2 separate regions of the Gossypium raimondii genome follow, and region 1 is linked to region 2. The links are chromatin contacts, called in public Hi-C maps. All regions are on one chromosome and are shown on one strand. The core of a region is the stretch at or near the end of the contact, and the rest is flanking DNA. Distances in the headings are between cores, read along the strand shown. Region 1 has its middle 3.5 kb from the start of LOC105794763. Region 2 has its middle 17 kb from the start of LOC105794762.

The links. Hi-C and Micro-C count contacts between places; a contact is called where the count stands out from the background.
Region 1: a Hi-C map of leaf shows a contact between it and region 2, with 1.6 times the contacts expected there. The contact joins two enhancer-like sites. A contact is called at or near these places in 2 of 2 Hi-C or Micro-C datasets (both in leaf).

What each region holds. Positions count from the first base shown.
Region 1 is chr3:54,981,113-54,985,307 of ASM2569854v1, reverse strand. No RefSeq gene overlaps it. Among protein-coding and RNA genes, the nearest start is that of LOC105794763, 3.5 kb to the right of the region's middle. Within about 2 kb of position 2,152, the one cell type or tissue checked has open chromatin away from gene starts, as enhancers often do. A contact at or near this core is called in leaf, where this site is marked.
Region 2 is chr3:54,907,030-54,910,650 of ASM2569854v1, reverse strand. No RefSeq gene overlaps it. Among protein-coding and RNA genes, the nearest start is that of LOC105794762, 17 kb to the right of the region's middle. Within about 2 kb of position 2,315, the one cell type or tissue checked has open chromatin away from gene starts, as enhancers often do. A contact at or near this core is called in leaf, where this site is marked.

The DNA.
Region 1 (4,195 bases), core at 903-3,402, 75 kb before region 2:
AAAAATATGTTAAGTTGTTTATGTTTAATTTTAATAAAATTATAAAAAACATATTAATTCATAAAATATTAATTAAAAATAGTATAAATTAATTTTTTAAAATATGAGCGGACTTAAAATGAGATTAAATAAGCGCACAACATTAAAGATATGATGAGCTCTTTTTATGAATAAACGAAAGACAAAATGTTAAGATTGTTAATTTTTTATCATTGTAATAATAATATAATTATGAAACTTAAAAAATAATTATTCAATACAAAGTACAAAATAGATAATTTTTAAAAAGTATTATTTAAAAATCATAATTCTTTTTAGGGTAGGTGGGATGGATTTAAATCTACCTTCCAGTGATACTGCAAATTCATTCCTTTAAATATAAATTTTAAAATAAAAATAAAAAATATATTTTCGAACAATTGAATTTGGGTTTTAAGCCACACGCAGATTAATCATTTTAATTACTCATGTTACAATTAAAAAATTAATAAAAGTATTTTTAAACTTTTTTATTATGTTAGATACATATTTTAAATCGACTTGCAAACTGTTATATGAATCAACTATTTTAAATAAAATGATCTAAATTTTTTTTAAAAACACAATAGTGTAACATTAAAAACAAAATGGGACTACTGATCATATGAATAAAATAATATATATTTCGATTGACTTATGAGTAGATTTGTCCATGTCCGGGTCATTCGATTTGACTTGAAGGTCTGCTAAAAAAATGAAAGTGTTTTGACAAAAATATAGGCTCAAAAAATAATCTTGGATAAAAAATAATGTTTGTGTTTTAAAAGGGCCAGGCCTTATTGTTTTGCTATCATTTCACTATTATATTGATTCTATTTTGTTGTTATTGTTTGGATATTGTATAACTCTTATTTTATTATTAATTTTGTAACTATTTTAGAGGTATTTACTTGCTAAGTTACATTTATTTTAGTGTTATTTAAGTATTTTTTATTTTTTCATTTGTTGGAAAACATTTATTTTAATGTTTTAGTGTATTTGATATATTATATTTTTAAATTTATTTTATATAAAAATTTAATACGGACGGACCGAACGGGCTCAAGTTGTAACATTTTAAATTTTAAATATCAAATTAAGTTTTAAATTATGTTTTTGTTAAAATTTTCTTTTAAGTAATTTTATTAAATTATTTTAAACACCTCGACAAATTAAGTTGAAATGCATAAAAAATTTTCTCTTAGAAAAATCAACAGGTTTTACAGAAATTGATATTTCCAAAAAATAGTAAAAATGGGTGCATTTCGCACCTAAAACATAAATAGAAATCTTTCTTTCTTTTTTAAAATTTATGCGTTAGCATGAAAAGAAACTAACCAGGGTGAATGTCATATTTTGGTGAACTAGCTGGTCTGCATGTTACGCAAATGATTTCTTTGGCCATTAATTGTTTCTGGTTATAACTAGTAGGAGAAAAAAAAAAAGCAAGTATAAAAATCAATGTAAGCGTAGACAGGCTTGAGATAGAGCATATCTAGCCACCCAACAACAAGAAATTTGATATTTATTTATGTGTGAAAGAAAAAGATGATGATGTGCCCACCATAATGTCCCAAGTCATTTTCTGTCCCCATAAAAAGAAAAGAAAAGAAAGGTTTTTGAGTTTAATTATTATCAACCAATCTTGAGTTAACCCTTGGAAATAGTTAATTAGGAAAATTATTAAGTAATAGAAATTATAGAATATTGAATCGATTCCTTAACACTTTTTAAACTTGTGTATCAAGTTCCAACCAGTTGGCACAAAGTTAGCACAATGAAATTAGCCAGAAATGACTGTCTGAAATTTCCCTGGTCCCAACACTATTTATCCCAGTCCTGAATAATGTTGGAACTGGCGAACTACTTTAGTGATGAAATTTGATTGGAAAATGAGTAAGCACTGAAATCTGATTGGATCATGGTGACTAAGAAATCATACCCATATTTGGCTTTAAATTTATTTAATTACACAGGTTGAACTTCATTGGGCGGTGACTTCTCCCACTACAAATCTATTAGTAAATTAACGAGTAAAAGTGAGAGACGACTTAAGTTAAGTGGGTGTTGACATCGGTTTCAATGGCAGTGATGAAGCAAAAACTTTGGGTCCCAATCCACAGCTGGTTTTGTGTTCTAGGCTTTGATGTGGGGAATTAATTTGATTTTCTTACCACTTTCTGCCTCACCAACCACTACGAGCCGTATATGTCAATAAAGCAAATCTCATCTTATAAAAAAAAAACAAAAAATGAATATAACGCAAGTGCACCAGTTTTCAAACCTATGAACATCATTGTGCTTTAGCTTCTGCACCTTTCTTTTTTTCTTTTCTCTCACACTAAACCAAATTCACCAAAAGCTTTGATCAGCTGAACTATGGGAGTTAAACCTCCAAAAGTATCCAATCAAATTAAGATTCTCTCGTGGAACCTTATTCCTTGGCTTCCCACTTGTACTACCTATATATATATATCTCTCTCTCTCTCTTCACCATTCATATTATCAAATTCTTCCAAGCCACCCATTTCAAATGCAACAATCTTCCATTTTCTCGCTATACATTTTACTTGCTTGAAAAAATAATCATATTGTGTTCTGTTTTTCCGAAACTTTCTAATCTTTGTCGTGTATGAAATTATCGGATCTAGATATTTCTATTCAAATGATACAAGACTTGACTATGCATGCTAACCCTAATCAATTAAAACAGTCACTTTTTAACAACAACAACAAAAAAAAAAGGTTAAGAAAAATGGCTTTAGGGAAGTGCCAATGGATGATGAGGAGAAGACCTGTCACCGACCTTATGGACATGTTGAAAGGTTTTAAGATCCTAAACTTAACTTTGCACCGAAAAAAAAGTATGATTTTGGGGGTGACCACCTGCCCTTTTGACCAATTTATAATTTAGTTTAATCAGCTGTTTTAAGTTAGTGGACAAACCCTAGGATGATGCATTAGGTGGCTTTGCCATTCATTATCTTTGCTTAAGTGCTTACACGTAAGCTTCTCTTTCCCCACAAGCTCTTAGTTGCCGATTTATAAGAATCCCATTGTTTTCTCAACCAAATTCATTTATTTTATTCCTCATCTCTCTCAACCTATTAATCAGTACAGTACTGAAGAGATCTTAAATATTTAAATCCTAAATTAATAATTATTCCAGGCATTTTCAGACACTAAGGTTGCAGCTGCTGATTTCAAAAATGTGGGGGAGATGAAGAAATATGGGTTGGATTTGCATGTAATGGGGTCCCATTTTTCATCATCTTCTAGTCAACTTGAGAGAAAAGAAAACACCAACAAACTATCAAATGGTTAGTTGGAGTTCTTGGGACTAAGAAGTGCACAAGTTCTGTAATAATATCTCACCTTCCAAAGGAAAACCAACCACCGGGTTACTTAATTTGTCCTTGCAACAAGAAATAAATTTTATATATATAAAAAACATGAATTGGGGATTGGATAAAAATAATGCTACATGTAAGAAAAGTAAAGAGTAATAATGATGCTCTAATATCAAAACTAACTAGATGGAGAGTCCTGAGAGTAAAAAAGTGTTAACAGCTTGTATAGGAGAAACAGGCCTGCATGCATGCTTCATGTGTTTGCACCTCCATCAATTGGTCCTTTCTTTTTTAAGCAAATTAAGACTTTATCAAACTCACTTTAACATGTCTTGTTTGTACTCACACTGACAACATAACTGTTATTGTATTCTTTCAGGTTAGAGATGATTTAAGACATAGATCTCGACTTGAAAAGTTTGAAAAGATACTGATAATGGCTTCAAGTTGCAACCCAGCTTAAATCCATTAGAAAGACACACAGAGAGAGAACCCCTAGTGGTTCCAAGAACTTAGACTCCTTTCTTTATCAATTGCCATTAAGTTGGGGGGCAATTGGCTAATTAACTTTGTTGCTAGGAAATGCTGACAGCAGTGTCACAACACAATTCAAGACCATTCCTGTTGGTTGCAAATTAAGGTTTCTAATTGGCAAGAGATCAATAATAGAAGTCATATTGTATAACAACAACTGAGCTTGATTGGATGGTGATTATGTTTCCAATTTAAGTCCCCATTTTCCCCCACCTCACCAAGTTAGCAGACGCAGATTCTCTGTAAATAGCTTAAAATTAACACATAAGCTTCCTTGAGGGGAGCTGGAAGAG
Region 2 (3,621 bases), core at 1,066-3,565:
AATTTTAGAGAATCATACAAATAATTTAACTTCCTACACAATACAAAAGTTAAAATATGCCATCAATCCTTATATTCTTCATTTGAAATTTAGTCCTCTACTTTTTAGATTTCAAAATTCAAGTCCATTGTTATACTATCAAAAATTCAAGTTCATTACAATACCAATTTTTAATTACATTACTACTAATTGAGTATTTTTATTTAACAAAAAATTTAACAGCTATAACAATTAAACTTGAATTTTAAAATTTTAAAAATAAAAAATTAAATTTCTAAAAATAGAAATTTAAGGATTAAATTTAAAATTTAAAATAAAAAATCCAAAGGATCACATCAATAGCGCCACAAGGATGAGTCCACTAATGGAGGATGAAACATGTGAGGTAGCATCCAAATTGTAATTGGTGCAAAGCATGAAGGGGGGTGGACCCGCGCACGTTGGGGGCATGTGAGGGGACCACATGTGCAAATTCGGGGCTCACATCTTGGCCGTCCTTAGAGAGCGAAGAAATGTGGAATCAAACCTATAAAATGGCGTTGATTAATAAAACAACTGTCGTCTTAGCAGCGGTGCTTGTCCCACCCATCTTATTTATATAAAACCTACACCTTTTAAGGCCGCCTTAATCATGCTCTATTTTCTTTGCTTGCTCTTTAAAGGGATGTCGATATTATCATTTTAAGATTTCCCGAATCAATATGTATGCCCCACTTTGTTTGTGTTCATCAACAAAAGTTAACCCTTTTTTTTTTACTTTTTAAGTTGTATTTTATTTTTTAATTAATTAATCCTCAACTAGCCTTATATATATAAATCAACTAATTATTATTTTTGGATAAGATTAATTATTCACAATGGATTGAAACAAAATTTTATTTTATATTTTTCATATATATTATTCTAATTGAATTTGGCACAATAAAAGGTATTGTATTAGCATAATGCAAATTTAGTGATTAGCTCCAAAAATACTTTTTGACGGCCATAGCTTGCTACATCAAATTCTTTTTAAAATCAATATGTATAGAACTATATTCTCTGTTTTATTTTAAATTTAAAACTGTATTCATCTATTATATATTCACGAATTCTAAAATGATTCAAATGTTTAAAGAATTTTTAAAAATAATTTGTATAATAGCCTATTTATTTACTAAAATTTTATTTGTTATAGTCAACAACTTCTTGATCCAATGACAAGAACAATGCGTTGTCACATACTACAAAATTTATCATATTATTTTTTCACAACACATTATTTTTCAAACCGCAACAACAAAACTAAGTGAATTCTACATTATTATTGTATTTTCAAATTAAACTCTCTTTATATGAAATAAAATAAAATAAAGTATAGTAGAGATATGATCTTGTGTCGTATTGGCCTCCATTAACTTTCTAATCATCTTGTGTTTCTTTTATGCAAGGATTCTTTTTTTAAAGGATCCAAAAAGGATAGAAAGATGTTCCAAAATGTGACTTAGTTTTCAAGTTGAAATCCCTTTTATGGATATGTTCAAAGCACTTTTAAAACATAATCCCAAATAATGTGGATGTGACTCAAATTGAGACCCTTCCATATATTCCAAGTGACACTACCTACTTCTCTTTTATATAATCCTAATATTAAAGTGTTGGGTGGAGTTAGCTTTTAAGACATGTGATGAAGTGACCCATTTCTCTCTCTTCCCCTCTCTATATAATTGAATTAATCAAATCACATTATGATGTTAACTATATTTTATTACAAATCTAACATGGACCTAAACTTAGATTATATTACACTACCCCCCCAAAAAAGCTTATATTATTACAAGTCTAGATTGTGTCTGCATATAGGATATAAAAGCATTGCCAATTTGCCATTTTAGTTTAAATAAAGAGTTTTTGTCTTTAATGTCTTCATAATAATTTTCTTTTAATTTCAAGAAAATATAATAAATTTATTATGTCTCATTTATTTTAAAGGAGAATAGAATTGTTAAAGATTGAATCAAAACTCTCGTACTTACAACATAATAGATAAAATTATTTCTAAATGTCAAATCTTCTTTATGAGTTAATCAAATCATTCATATAGAGACAAAATTCATGTGAGTTCAAATTAATTAACATTAAATTTAAAATTATTTGTAACCTATTTCTTCTTGTCTATGATGCTTTGTTAAAAAACAAATCTCCCTTGTGAAAGAAAAAATCTCGTGTGAAAGAGAGACAAAAATAAAAATGGTAATCTAATAAAGTGAGAGACATAGGTGGGCTAACACAAGCACAACCCACGCTACGTCTCACCTGCAGACGCTTGAGTTTGGGAGGGGACATCTCCACATGCCTTGACAAAGCATACCTTGGAGTTTTTGTTTCTTTTTTCTTTTGGGGTAAATTGAAATTTTCATTTTTCGGATTCTAGAAATATATATATCCCCTCTCTCTCTCTCTCTTTGTTTTGACGTATATCCTGGTTACCCTATGTCCCACCCTTGATTTTGATCACAAGCTGATAATTGATGTACTTTGAATAGTATGTATATATTTGCTCACTTCTTCCTTTAATTATGAAATTAGGGATTCAATTTTTCTCATGAGATGAGTAGAAATTCTGATTTCAAAAAAAAAAAAAAGTTACCAATATATATATACATGTCAAGTCCTTTCATTCTCCAACATTTTCTGTTTTTTTTTTTTTAGTTTCAGCAATATATATGATATTGTATTAAGATTTAATTTTTCAATTTTGAATAAAACCTTTGCCTACTTTGGCGCCGCCCCGACATTCATTTTCAACCATAATAGCATAGCATCTAAACACAAAGTGTGTGAACACAGAAGTTCAGAGGTTTGGTTTGTAGAGAGTAAAACTCATCACATCACATCACATCACATGGGAAAAGTTTGTTTGCAATCACTCAACATTATACTAATATAACCCACCCGCTCTACTCAATTATTTATATATATGAAGATGAGGGTTTCAATTCAAGCATATTATACTAATATACAAAGAAAAAGTTGTTCTTATTATAAAGAAGAAGCCTTGAGTTATGGACGGTTTTGTCTGCAGGGAAAATCCCAAGCAGAGAAGGGTCTTAGACTTGGTCTTAGTCTTACCTATATATTAGTAGAAGCTACAAATGGATTTTGGATTCAAACACATATGAGATAAAGTCTAATACAAAATGTGTGTTTTATTATTATTTAAAAACATACACAGTTCGAGTACTTCCGTGGGTGCTTCATGCTACTCCTCAAATTTTAATATCTCATTTTCTTTCTGTTAGAAAACCCATTATCACAAGTTAAATTAATCTATTTATTTACCATCACTTTTATCAGTGTTTGAACATTAAACTTTAAACCAATCCATTGCAGGATGCAAGCAATGGCTTATTAAGAATGATGATATTTCTACATTTGCTATTTCTATCTTATCTCATAAAATCTATTTAGTTGAACTCAAACTACTCTTAAATAACTCGATGCATGTCGACAATGAGTTTCTTTTTTTCTTTTTTTTGTATAAATAATAACTATAAATGATGATGATGATGGTAGAAACTAGATTTTGTGCAGAGACGTAACTGGAATAAATTTGAATCTAGTAATTGAAAACTTAATTTG